2 separate regions of the Ovis aries genome follow, and region 1 is linked to region 2. A link is a contact called in public Hi-C data. All regions are on one chromosome and are shown on one strand. Each heading gives the region's core, a stretch centred on a gene start, on an enhancer-like site or on the middle of the called end of the contact. The rest is flanking DNA. Distances are from core to core; before and after follow the strand shown. Region 1 overlaps APBB2 (amyloid beta precursor protein binding family B member 2). Region 2 holds the start of NSUN7 (NOP2/Sun RNA methyltransferase family member 7).

What was found. Hi-C and Micro-C count contacts between places; a contact is called where the count stands out from the background.
Region 1: a Hi-C map of hypothalamus shows a contact between it and region 2, with 7 times the contacts expected there. The contact joins the enhancer-like site here to the promoter of NSUN7 in region 2. A contact is called at or near these places in 14 of 16 Hi-C or Micro-C datasets (blood, hypothalamus, liver and 7 more).

The regions. Positions count from the first base shown.
Region 1 is chr6:60,496,720-60,502,686 of ARS-UI_Ramb_v3.0, forward strand. It overlaps APBB2 (amyloid beta precursor protein binding family B member 2), which reads right to left. Exons shown (of 18, transcript XM_060417057.1): 11 at 4,332-4,478; 12 at 1,848-1,975. Among named protein-coding and RNA genes, the nearest start is that of NSUN7, 120 kb to the left of the region's middle. Within about 2 kb of position 3,437, at least 8 of the 54 cell types and tissues checked have an H3K27ac peak or open chromatin away from gene starts, as enhancers often do. A contact at or near this core is called in hypothalamus, where this site is marked.
Region 2 is chr6:60,377,081-60,383,908 of ARS-UI_Ramb_v3.0, forward strand. NSUN7 (NOP2/Sun RNA methyltransferase family member 7) reads left to right here and starts at 2,401. Exons shown (of 12, transcript XM_027970950.3): 1 at 2,401-2,689; 2 at 3,075-3,473. The coding sequence starts at 3,164.

The sequences.
Region 1 (5,967 bases), core at 2,187-4,686, 120 kb after region 2:
TGTTTCGTGGTCCTTGTTATCATCCCCATTTCACACATGAGAGAAACTGAGCTCAGGGCTTGAATAATTTTGTCCACTGGAATTTGAATCATATTTTTCACCCTGAACAGAGAGCATTTGGCCTTAAAGAACTGGGGTGACCTGAAAACCTCATTGATGAAATCCACTCACAAGCTAACCTTAAGAAAACACAACCCCATCCAGCTGGACATGCATATAGTGATCTTCACCTCGGCTCCTGTCTTAAAAACAAACATGGAGGATAGGAAGTAGGGAAGGATCAAGCATCCTATACTCTTCCATCAAGGCTAAACGTTTTTAAATATGTACAAACATCATCATGTATTTTCCTTTAATTTCAGTGCTCCAGCTCTGCCAAGCAAGTGAGTGACAGGTGTGGATGCATAATCTAGCTACTTACTCCCTTCAAAGCACCTGGAACAGCTGTCACTGCTCATCACTCTTACAGAAGCTCAAAGATACAGCTGTGCTCCCCGGAAGGTTTATCCAATCAGCCATCAAAGGACATTCCACCTGTCTCTTTTGCAACCATTTCTATGTCTGGTTCCAGCAAAAATGCTTGTTCTTTGATGAATGCTTATCCATTTTCCTTTCAGGCTTAGCATTTGGAACTGAATCAAAACACTATTGAATTTGCTACTGCCTGAGGCTGGGTGAAGCCAAGGCTGAACCCCCTAGAGGACCACACAACCCAATGAACTAGAAAACCCAGGAATGGAGTCACAGGCTCCAGAGAGCCATCTCTGTCATCTGGGATTTCACCAGCTTCCACAATGCTCTTGTCCATTTTCAACAAAGTAATAAATCATCCTACAGCTTGTCCCTAAATGCTAGGAGATCTTCGGGCACCTTGAGAGTTACCAAAGATTAATTATAATTCAAGAGTTAGATGCATTTCATGCAGCCTGATTACTTAATAAAGTATCAAAGTCTGAAGTCTGTGATACCTGCCACTTTATTACTTAGAACATGTACTTGAAAACCAGAACTTCCCTGTTTCCAGTCACTCTGGAGAACAAAAAGGTTCACAACACATCTAAGTGGGAAGTACTTGCTGGAAACGACAAACATTCAGTAGAATTTCAGAAAAAAACACACTGAATGGAATGTTGGTATGACCAGACATTTAAAATGTTAAAAATGTTCAGCCAGCTTCAAACTCCATAAGTTCCTGATGAGCATGAATTAATGACCTAAAGCTTGTGATCAACAAGGTTCTTGTATAGCACAGAGAACTATATTTGATATCCTGTGATAAATCATAGTGGAAAGGAATATGAAAAAGAATATATATATATACACACACACGTGTAACTGAATCACTCTGCTGTATAGCAGAAATTAACACATCATTATAAATCACCTATACTTCAATAAAATAATTAAAAAAAAAAAAAGCTTGTGATTAGAGGCTGTTCAACCTCTCCCTTCCAACAAGCCCTCTACAAAGAAAATACCAATAGCAGAGCATCTGAAATAGCTGAGACTCTTTAAAACAGACTGCAGAGAAGAGGGAAAAAAATAAGGTGAGAGTGCCAAGAGTCTGGATGAGCTGGGAACTTAGATGGGATGGGTAGGTGGAGAAACATGCAGAACCAGAGGCAGGGTCCACGGCTGGAAAAGGTCTGAGGGACAGAAACCGGAAACGGAAGTAGCTTGGTTTATGAGGCTGGGATAGACATGTGCTTTCATTTTTTACATTTCTGCAGAGAGTTCACTGTCTAGATTCATAGTCAGTGACATGCAGTAACAGCAAGGCTCCATCTTGGCGGTAAGCTAAAACTGGGCCACCTGGCGAGGTGACAGAGGACACGTGGGGCACTCACCGGCCATTGTCACGGCCCACGCCCCACACGCGGATGCTGACGATGGGCTGAGCGTGGAGCACGCTGCGATCCATGGGGTCCACCAGGCTCAGCGTGTCGTTCTCCAGGACCAGGTACATGTCCTTCCCCTGGGATTCAATGAGAAGACTGCTTACCTTCTGCACAAAACTATGCATCCTCAGGACGTTTGTGGCTACCCAGGGATGTCGCTTCAATGATCAAAATATCGCCCCCTGGGTCTGAACTTTGTTTTTTAAGGGAGAAACATCCTCTCCTGATTAAAATATTTATAAATCCATCATCTTCCCCTCACATGCCCAATTTCTCTCTCCTTCTCCAAATCCTCTGAAATGTGTCCCTAGCCTGCTTTTGAGCTGGTTCTTATTTTTAATTATTTATACTTTGAATCTTTACTCTAAGAAAAAAGGCTAATGGTAGGTTCCCTGGAGAATTTGGTCTCTTACTAACTCCAGGTGGGCCAGCCTCTCATAACCCCTCTGTCCCCATTCCTTCCCTTCTGCCCAGACCCTACCAGCCATCCCTGTGATGGACTTCCTGGACCCACAACAAGGGCTGTCTCTTCTCGGTTTGTACACCACTTCTGATCTGTGTGATTTGCCCGGTAAATAGCAGGCACAGCTGTGTGACACTTCTCGGTGCTTCAGTAGCTAATGCTGATGTGCCTTTATGACATCTCAGATATTACAGCACGCTTCAGGCTCCTTGGCTCGTGAATGCTCTCACTTGCCTCAGAGCTTGGTTTGTTATTATCTCCAATTAGCAGATGGGGAAACCGAGGCTTACAGGTTAAGTGACTTGCTCATTATCTGACACAGAGGCCGAGATGCCTTTAGCCACAGGGGGTGTGCTGCAGTGATACCATCACTGGGGAGGGGGAGGTTTCCAGCATCACTGTTCAGGCTCTGGTCTTCTGTCTCCCCATGTATTAATGGCTCTTTGAGGGCAGGAACGCTAGCCTATCCAACTTCATTCCCCTTGCAAACCCTCAGGCATTTTAGGAAATTATTAAATGTTTGCTGTCTGACGGAAAGGCTGTGTCCACTGAAGGTCACAGTCAGCCCAGATGCTGTGGCGTGGATGCCAGGGAAGTCTGTGCTACGCTATGTGATGCTAAGTCACTTCAGTTGTGTCCAACTCTTTGTGACCCCCTGGACTGTAGCCTGCCAGGCTCCTCTGTCGATGGGGATTCTCCAGGCAGGAATCCTGGAGTGGGTACCATTTTCTTCTCCACCAGGATGGTCTAGCGGGGAAGAATGGTGAGGCTTTTTGGCCAATCTTCAAATTCCAAAGCGGGACAGATAAACTGCTCCTTGGTCTGGGTTTTAAGAATGATGTCCCATCACAAGTTTTCAGAGTGAACGTAAGCTCTGCTGCCGAGGAGGCAGACATGGTTGTTGCAATGCCTCCGCTCGTCAGTGCTTAGTTAAGCCAAGCATCTACAACTGAGATCCAGGATGATTTGAAATCTTCCGAAAGGGGAAGAGAGCTACTTCCAGGTAAATTGCACTGACCGTACAAGAGCCTGGAGCAACAGACAGCAGGCCGCCTCAGACCTGAAGCGCCTCCCAGTGTCTCTGTTGGGAACTGCATCTCACAAGGCTTGCGTGTGGGCAGTTTCTTTCTATGGCACAGTTGTGTCCAGACCCTGGGCAAAGAGCCAGCTGCTAATTATCCAGAATGTAGATTAATCATGATTGAGGTGGAGGTCCTAGAGAGATTCTGTCTCCCAGCACCTCATGGAGGCTGGGTAGCTGGTGAGCAGCTAGGTAATGGTTGGCAGAGCCAAGAGGACGAGCCAAGCTACAGGGGAGGGTTGCAGTTCCCCAACCTGTCCCCCCAGTGAAGGCCAGGCTCCCTTCTTCCCGCTTTCAGCTGAGGGCTGCCACATGCTCAGGAGCTGCGTGATCGAGAGTCCTGAGGAGCTGGGGCCCCGTGAGCAGGGCAGGTCCTAGGGCCCCCGGAGGCTAACCAGGTGACCTGCTTTGGGATAACTGAGAGCTGACTGGGAATTTTTGGTGCCTTTTTCCTCTCTCTCTTTGTTCTTTCCCACCAGGAACTGGGTCATTGGCTGCAGCCTAAAAGAAATCTGCAGCCAGACCCAGTGGGGAGTGGCCCCCAGCGTAATTTCCACCCACCAGGAGATCAAATCCACCCTGCTCCTCCCCACCACACACACATACACACACAAAGCATTTCCTTGGGATTGATTCAGGTCCTCACAAAGGCAACAAAGGCCATCTTCATCAGTCAATCCTACCAACAATCTCCGTATTACAGGACTGAACCAGGGACCACTGCTGGCTGATCACCTAAAGCGAGAATGATTGGCCGAGTGTGGAACATCCCTGGAACCCAATAAAAACCTTCAGCGCTCTCAGTCCTGTGTCTCTCGGCTCTGGGGTTTCATAGGCACAGCAGGAATGCAAGCAAGTCTGACATTAATTATTTTCACCTGTAACTTACCTCTCCCCAAATGCCAACTGTATCTCGGATGTCGTTTTTGCAGTAGGAAAGCTGCCGGATGCAGTTGTTGACGGCAACACTACTCTTGCCAGGAGCGAGGTCCTCCTCTGCCATCTCCACCCACCCCAGAGAGCGCACAGCGAAACACTAGGAGAAAATCAGAGATCTGGAGATTACTTACTGGCCACAGGTAGCCTAAGATCCTCTACAAAATGTGCATAATGTGTCTTCAATGACTATAAAATCTTCAGTCATCTAATTTAATAACTAATTCTCGATTGTTGAAAAATTTAATTGTGGCTATTTTTTACTACTAAAAAATGTAGTAATAACTATATTCTTGCCTACCTTTCTGTGTGTTCAGTTTTTTTTCTTAGAACCAATTATTAGAAGTAGAATGATAGGGCTAGTGGGTTTAAACATTTGTAAGCTCTTTTTTTCTAGTATCTGGCAGTATCAGTATCTTTTATCTAGTATCAGGCAGGATTTTTCAATAGTAAGAACCTCAGAGGGTTCTCACAAGGAGTAACCTCTCTGAGATTTGTTACTCATTAAGCACCTAGGAAAAGACAATAGAAGGGAGAAGAATTAAATACATATTTGGCACTTGTTTCTAATAACAATGGGGCAAAATGTATTCTCTAATACCCAGAAATGAAGGAAAATGGAGGGTGGGGGTGTGTGTTTATCATAACAAATCTCAGTGTTTGTTATTAGCACCAAATCCTGAAAAGTCTACAGAATAATGAACCTGTAAGAAAACAGAGCACAAATTCAATTTATTCTTTTATCATTTAGAGATATTCATTTTGAGATCATGCTCATCTTCTTTTTAAAAGTTCAGGTATTCAATTTTTTTTAAAATATGGAAAGTATCATATGCATGTTGCAACAAATTAAAAAATCCAAAAATTTATAAAGAAGTTCATGGGACATATGAGGGCAGTTTGGATACAGCTTCTACCTAGCGGTTAACTGCCAGGTTTACTAGGTGGCTGGAACTGCAGTATCTCACGGCAACCTGTGACGCAGGTCCCCTCCTGAGCTACACATCAATTGAAGGGACCATGTTCCCAGGAGAGGAGGGGCAAACGAGGTGCCACACTTCTGTGGAGCCAACAGGCTGACTCTCAGCATCTTCTAAAGTTTCCATAACCGCACTTCATAACAAAATGAAGAAATGCAGCGAAGTGTCCCAAAGTGACCACATTCAGTCTAGTTTAACATTCTCTGTGTCTCAGCCCCTATACCCAGACGGTATGCCTCCTTCCTGAATCGTTAATCACTTTCTCAAAAAAATATCCCACCAAAATACTGAAAACGTTAGCAGAATGTGGATCCTCAGGTCCTAGAGGGGAAGGACCGAGGTACCTGGGACCCGGTGCAGACCCCATGTGGAATGGAACAGCTCCCGCACACTGACGGTGCCCATGAGGCCTCTTACAGAAATACCAAGAAGAGAAGGTCATCGCTACAACAACTGCAAAAGCTACTCAGGACCCCGGGTCCTGGGGAAAGCTTCTGGGAGATGCCCTTGCAGTTCATGTGCGCACGTGCATCTGCTGGAGAGACACTGCCCAAGAGGAAGGTGCCACAGGAGCCAGGGCTGCTCCCTCGGAGGCTCTGCTCCCTTTAA
Region 2 (6,828 bases), core at 1,151-3,650:
ATAAGTATACATATCCATTAATTTCCTGAGAGTAAGGTCCCCAATCATTCTATACATTTTTTTTTAACCTTTAGGACTGAGGAAAGTGTGAGGCACATGGTAAGAATTTAATACATATCTGATAAATGAATGAATGAATGCACATATACATACACAAAATATTATGGGAACATAAAGTAGGGGAGACTCCACATTGAGAATAATGGGAGTGAGTGAACTGGTGGCTGATGGGGTAGGGCAAACAAATTTGTAGCAAACTGCTACTAATAGTTCCCCAATATCCATTCTCCCCTTCTTAACAATAGAGGGGGAAAGGAGGAACTAACTATTGAGCTACTACTTTCCAGACAATCTTGACATACATCATTCCATTAAATACTCACAAACCTCCTCAAAGGCAGCATTATTATTCAGTCTGCCTTATAGGTCTAGAAACGGAAGCTGAGGGATGTAAGGACTTGCCTAAGGTTACAGAGATAGTAAACCAAATGCCAAAGTCTAGCCCTTCCTGTTTAACACATGGAGAAAGAACCAGTGAACACAATTTAGAATCTCTTGAGCGACTATACTGATCTTGCTGCTGCTGCTGCTGCTGCTAAGTCGCTTCACTTGCGTCTGACTCTGTGCGACCCCATAGATGGCAGCCCACCAGGCTCCCCTGTCCCTGGGATTCTCCAGGCAAGCACACTCGAGTGGGGTGCCATTGCCTTCTCTGATACTGATCTTAGTTACATAAATTATGTTTCTTTTCCAGATTGGACCACTTCTACAAAGAAGATGAACAAAGTTTGAGATTCCCAACCAGCAGCAAATAAGGTATTTACTCAAGTATATTTACCATACTTCTTGCTGAATTTGGGGCTTGCACTTGCAAGATTTTCCTGTGACTTTGATCTCAGTCCAAAATGAAGAACTTCATTCAACTTGTAGGCTTTGGTTTTTGCTTCATATAGAAAATGGAGACCAAGTATCTAGCAGATTTTTCTTTAAGTAGATATTAGCATCTATTTTATTTTCAATAAAATAAAATCTTATTTTTTAAATGATTTCATAATTGTTTTCACTTAAAACTTGAAATGTAATTTGTCAAGATGCACAATCCAATGCCCATTTCTGTTTTAAAACCTAGGACTTTTCTAAACCAGGCAAGAAATGTGAAGTACATACATGTTACTCATCACATGATCTTTATATATTCATATTTGCATTTGTTCATTGAATCGTACTGTAAGAAAAATTTGAGAGCTATTGAAGCTCTCAAAAATTAGACCTATTGAAGTCTGTTGGAGAAGTTTCAAAGCAGCAACACAAATGGTATACAGTAGAGGAAAAATGCAACCTTTTCTTTTTCTCCAGTTTTAGAACTTGCACTTTGGAGACAGGTTAACAGGCAATCAATGAAAAGCTTAAGATGCACATAAACTTAAATCTCAGTCAGTTGGTTTTTATTCTAGAAATTAAAGTATTTTTCCACTACCTTTAAAACTTGAGCACAGCTGGTTTTTCTTTGATGAGTTAGGATGCAGACTTCTCTCCAGGACACTCAAAAATTAAAGTAGCCATATTAAAACCCTTTGGGGGAAGTTCATATACATCCCCAGAGCCATTCTATACTTTAAGGGGTGTGAATTTGCTTGTTTGTAGGCCTATTTCAGCAACATCTTTCTTTTCAGGCAGCTCCTGGGAAGGAAGCTGGCAAAGATCTTTATACAGCTTGCCCTGGAAGGCTTCACCCGTGGCTCAACGGGTAAAGAATCTGCTTGCAGTTTAGGAAAACGGAAGACGGGGCGGAGGTTCCATCCCTGGATTGGGAAGATCCTCTGGACAAGGAAATGGCAACTCACTCCAGTACAGTATTCTAGCCTGGAAAATTCCATGGACAGAGGAGCGTGGAGGACTACAGTCCATGGGGTCACAAAGAGTCCACTACGACTAAGCGCAGCACAGTCATTCCTGGAAGGGTCCATCTAATGTGGTATCTGTGGTATCTATTGTTCTAAAAAGCGTGGAAATACAGTCAACTTGTCTGTTTTTTTTACCTTTTCTTTTCTTCAACAGTTCTACACTGAGCTGTTTTAACATTTCCTGCGTGCCCGCTAATCCGCTAAACTAGGTGTTGTCAGCAATACAAAATTCTTGCTTTCAAGGAGATCACAGGTGACAAGTTGGAGAAGAAGGGTCACTTGTGACCCTGGGGAAGTCGAGGATCTTCAGGGCTGCGCAGTCCAATTACGCAGGGGCCTTCAACGTGAGGCGGGGCTGGCACAGGTGTCCGGGGTGAGAGAGGAGGAGCAACTCAAGAAGAAAAGGAAGCGCTGGCCAAATCCCGCGGGAACTGCCCTCTGGCAGCGTTCCCTCCCCCCTCATCGCACCCTTGGTTGCCACGGAGACCCCGGTCCTGGGCCGGCTGACTGCCGCAGACAGGGGAGGCCTACCTTTCCGCGGCCGGAGCCGGCGGGCCCACCAGCCTCGTGCTCTACCCGGCTCAGCTGCCGCATTCGTGAAGACTACCGTGCTGGCGGGCGGAGCCCTGAGGCGCATCCTCCCTCAGGAACCCGAGCGAAGCGAGAGCCGGGGGTCGCGACCCCCCTGCCCCGACCCCGGCGGGTGGGAGAAGCTCATTTGAACCAAACTGCCTGCGCGGACCGCCGCGGCAGCCCTGCAGTCCCGGGGCCCCCGAGGGCACTGTGTAAGATTCCAGCCACCCGGGCCCAAAGTGCTGCGGCTGCCGCGTCTCTGTTCCTAAAGCCCCGGGGAACATCCGCCCTCTGGGGTAAGGGAGGACTCGCGGGAGCCAGTGAAAGGAGCGCCCCAGGGGCCGCAGGTGCGGCTCTTGGGGGAGCTCTGCACCAAAACGGGCCTCGGTTAAGGTCTCGTAGTTTCGGAGGCCATTCGGAGCCGTCTCCACCCCTCTCCCTTTGCGAGTGTGTGGAGGTTTCCCGGCTTGAAGTAAGGGATGCTCGGGGCAGCCAGGGAATGCCACCGCTGGCTCTCTAGGGCCACACGAGGTGGGTCACCAAGTGTGGTCCTGCGGAAATAGTGGTTTAACCAGGATAATCTTTTTATTTTCACAGAGACGATGCTTGAACAAGGAAAACCATTTCCCGGAACATCTGAATTGTAATTCAAGCTTGAGTTACCTAGGACAGTCAGGGGGGCAAACATGTTTAACTCCGCAAATGAACTGGAGTTTTTGGAAGAAACAACCGCTGAGATCTCCCAACTCTCTTCGCTGGCTCTGTCAGGTGACCCAGCCTGCGGCGAAAACAGCTCAACTGGTTCACCCGAAAAAACTGGCTATCCGGACTCCGTTTACATTCTGGCAGCGAACATTTTTCAGGGCACTAGACTCGAAAAGTCACCAGAGAAAGCCTTAATAAAGTATGGAAATAAGCCCTTGCCGTCCTCAACCGAATCCGAGGATGAATCCTTTCAGCGTTTGTCCTATGAGCTGGCTTTCAGTGCACTTAAGTGTGAGTAGTACCAGTTTTGACAGCACTAAAAGAGAATAATGAGAGAATTTGTGAGGTCCATCGAACCTCCTCGCACCCTCACACACGTACACCAGGTTTTGTTTTTAGGCTTCTGAATATCTTTGGTCAGTTGCAGATGTCAAGGCTTTAAGGAGAGTTTCCAGCAAAACAGTCAGATATGTTTCCCACTGTAGATTTCCCTGTGCTTAGGTGGGTCAAAATTAAGATGATCCTATTCACTGCCATTTTTTTTTGTTTACTTTGGGAAGCTTGTAAATTTATTCTTCCAAATTTTTGTAGAAATCCCTTTTAATCTGCCTCCAGGATTTGAGGTGTAATGTTGCAGATTTCCTCGATGGTGGGTAATTATCAACTTCTGAGAATGGAGTTGATTCCAGAACAAAACCAAATATTTTTCCTATGAGAGTAGTCAAAGGGCCTGGAGACAGGTTTTAGTACTAGCCATCAACTATAATACAATATAAACTGTAAAGTTTGTATTGATTTGTATACTGACTGAAAAGAAGTTCCGAAGAAGTTCCAGAAATGTTTGGAGTATTACCAGCATGGCTAAAATGATAAAACTTCCTAAAGAGACACCTAGAAAGGGCATTACATGCATCATTTACTTACTGTTAATACTGGGCCTTGCACATCCTTGCTGAGAGGTGGTTAACAATTGCTCAGTTGAATTAAAATATCCCATTAATTACTCAGCTATAAATGTATGTTTTTGGTTGTCTACAGACATGATGTAGCTCAGTTCTGAAGCCAGGAATTTGTCATCACAGAGAAAAATTTGTGTGATGTTCAGAGGCAGCTTCTCTTTGAGTTTCATTTCTTTAGTTTCTGCTTGTGATCTTTTTTTTTAAAATCTGTCTTAGCCATTTTTCCCTCCTCCAGTTTAAACTTTCAGATTCTATTTCATCCCTTCCCTCCTCTTCTTTTTTAAAACTTAGATTTAAAGACCAACCAGAGTGTTGGTACTTTAAATCACGAGTCAAATTAACATTGAAGATTTTTTCCTTGCAATAGTGAGATACACATTAGGCATCTGTGTCAGTTAATTGATATTTAATGTTAATGCCCAAACTGTATTATAGACAATTTTTTCCTGATAGAGTATTGAATCTTACCTTTGTGTGTGCTGTGTGTGCTTAATTGCTCAGTCATGTCCAACTCTTTGTGACCCTGTGGTCTATAGCCCGCCAGGCTCCTCTGTCCAAGGGATTTTTCAGGCGAGAATACTGGAATGGATTGCCTTTAGAAATCAGTAATAAAAGCCTGAGATTATTCTTTGTAAAATTAATCCATTGATTAGATGGTCATGTTGTAGTAATGTGTATGGTAGATTATCATTTTCTTTCTCTCAATCTTTATTTCTGTTTTATGAAAGTGTCTTGTGACTGACATTTTTTAATAACCCAGATTCCATTTAGATAAATTATTGTCATTTGTTGTTCAATCGCTCAGTTGTGTCCGACTCTTTGCGGCCCCATGGACTTCAATATGCCAGGCTTCCCTGTCCTTTACTATCTCCTGGAGTCTGCTCAAACTCATGTCCATTGAGTCGGTGATGCCATCCAACCATCTCATCCCTTGTCATCCCCTTCTCCTCCTGGCTTCAGTCTTTCCCAGCATCAGGGTCTTTTCCAGTGAGTCAGCTCTTCACATCAGGTGGCCAAAATATTGGCGCTTTAGCTTCAGTATGAATCCTTCCAGTGAGTATTCAGGACTGATTTCTTTTAGGATTGACTGGTTGGATCTCCTTGCAGTCCAAGGAGCTCTCAAGAATCTTTTCCAACACCACAGTTCAAAAGCATCAGTTCTTCGGGACTCATCCTTCTTTATGGTCCAACTCTCACATCCATACATGACTACTGGAAAAACCATAGTTTTGACTAGACGGACCTTTGTTGGCAAAGTAATGTCTCTGCTTTTTAACATGCTGTCTAGGTTGGTCATAGCTTTTCTTCCAAGGAGCAAGCATCTTTTAATTTCATGGCTGCAGTCACCATCTGCCGTGATTTTTGAGCATAAGAAAAAGCCTGTCACTGTTTCCCCATCTGTTTGCTGTGAAGTGATGGGACTGGATGCCATGATTTTGGTTTTTTGAATGTTGAATTTTAAGCCAGCTTTTTCACTCTCTTTCATTGTCATCATAGGCCTTTATAAACCTACTTTTCCTTGAAATGTTCATAAGTTCAAATTCTAAGATGAGATGGCTTTGGTTGTTTACTTGGTACAGCTGTTGTTTTCTTCTTAATGATAATAATATCTTGCTTTAAATTATCATCTGAATAATTTCCGAATATTCATATGGGATGAAGCTAGAATTCCTAAACGCAGTGGATTTCCAAGGTAATTAAGAGCCTGATATTTTGCTTTAAAATATTGGAAGTTTTTATATATTTTACTTTTGTCTTATGTATTATCAGTGTTCTTTCAATATTTTCACATGTAATATTTTATAAACTCAACATCTGGCTTATATAGCATAGGTTCAGGGAATCATGGTTCAGGAAAGAAAACTCAGGATTTCTTCTGTAAGGTTTTATAGGAACAGTAAAGGTGAAAAGGTTAATGCACAAACTAAAGAGAGCTTGGGTAATAATCATCTTTTTTATTTTTTATGATTTCTAGTTTTATTATTTGCCCTTTTGTTGATGTCCTTTGTGTAGAAGCTCTTTCAAGGCAGAGAGTGTGTTTTTCTGATTAATTGTTTAAAGGGTTCAGAATAATGATTTTTGAAATGATAACCCCTTTTCTTACTCTGCTAAATAAGATGCAAGGTCAGTTTTCTACTAAAGAAGGTAATGAAGAATAATCTATTCCTATTAAGTTTGACTTATGTCAGAGAAGTAGAGTATTAGAAGCTAATTTATTTTTCAAAGAATCTCTGGATGTTTCAATGACTACCAAATATTAAAACAGAAGAAAAACTGGCAAAATGATTTCTTAAAAAATAAATTAATGAATAACCCATTAAGAAAAAAAATTGAGGAAGAAGGTATTCCTGAAATTATTGCTCATCAGTTCAGTTCAGTTGCTCAGTTGTATCTAACTCTTTGCGACCCCATGAACCACAGCACTTCAGGCCTCTGTCTGTCACCAACTCCTGGAGTTGACCCAAACTCATGTCCATTGAGTCGGTGATGTATCTGACCATCTCATCCTCTGTTGTCCCCTTCTCCTCTTGCCCTCAATCTTTCCCAGGATCAGAGTCTTTTCCAATGAGTCAGCTCTTTGCATCAGGTGGCCAAAGTATTGGAGTTTCGGCTTCAACATCCGTCCTTCCAGTGAACACCCAGGACTGATCTCCTTTAGGGTGGACTGTTTGGATCTCCTTGCAGTC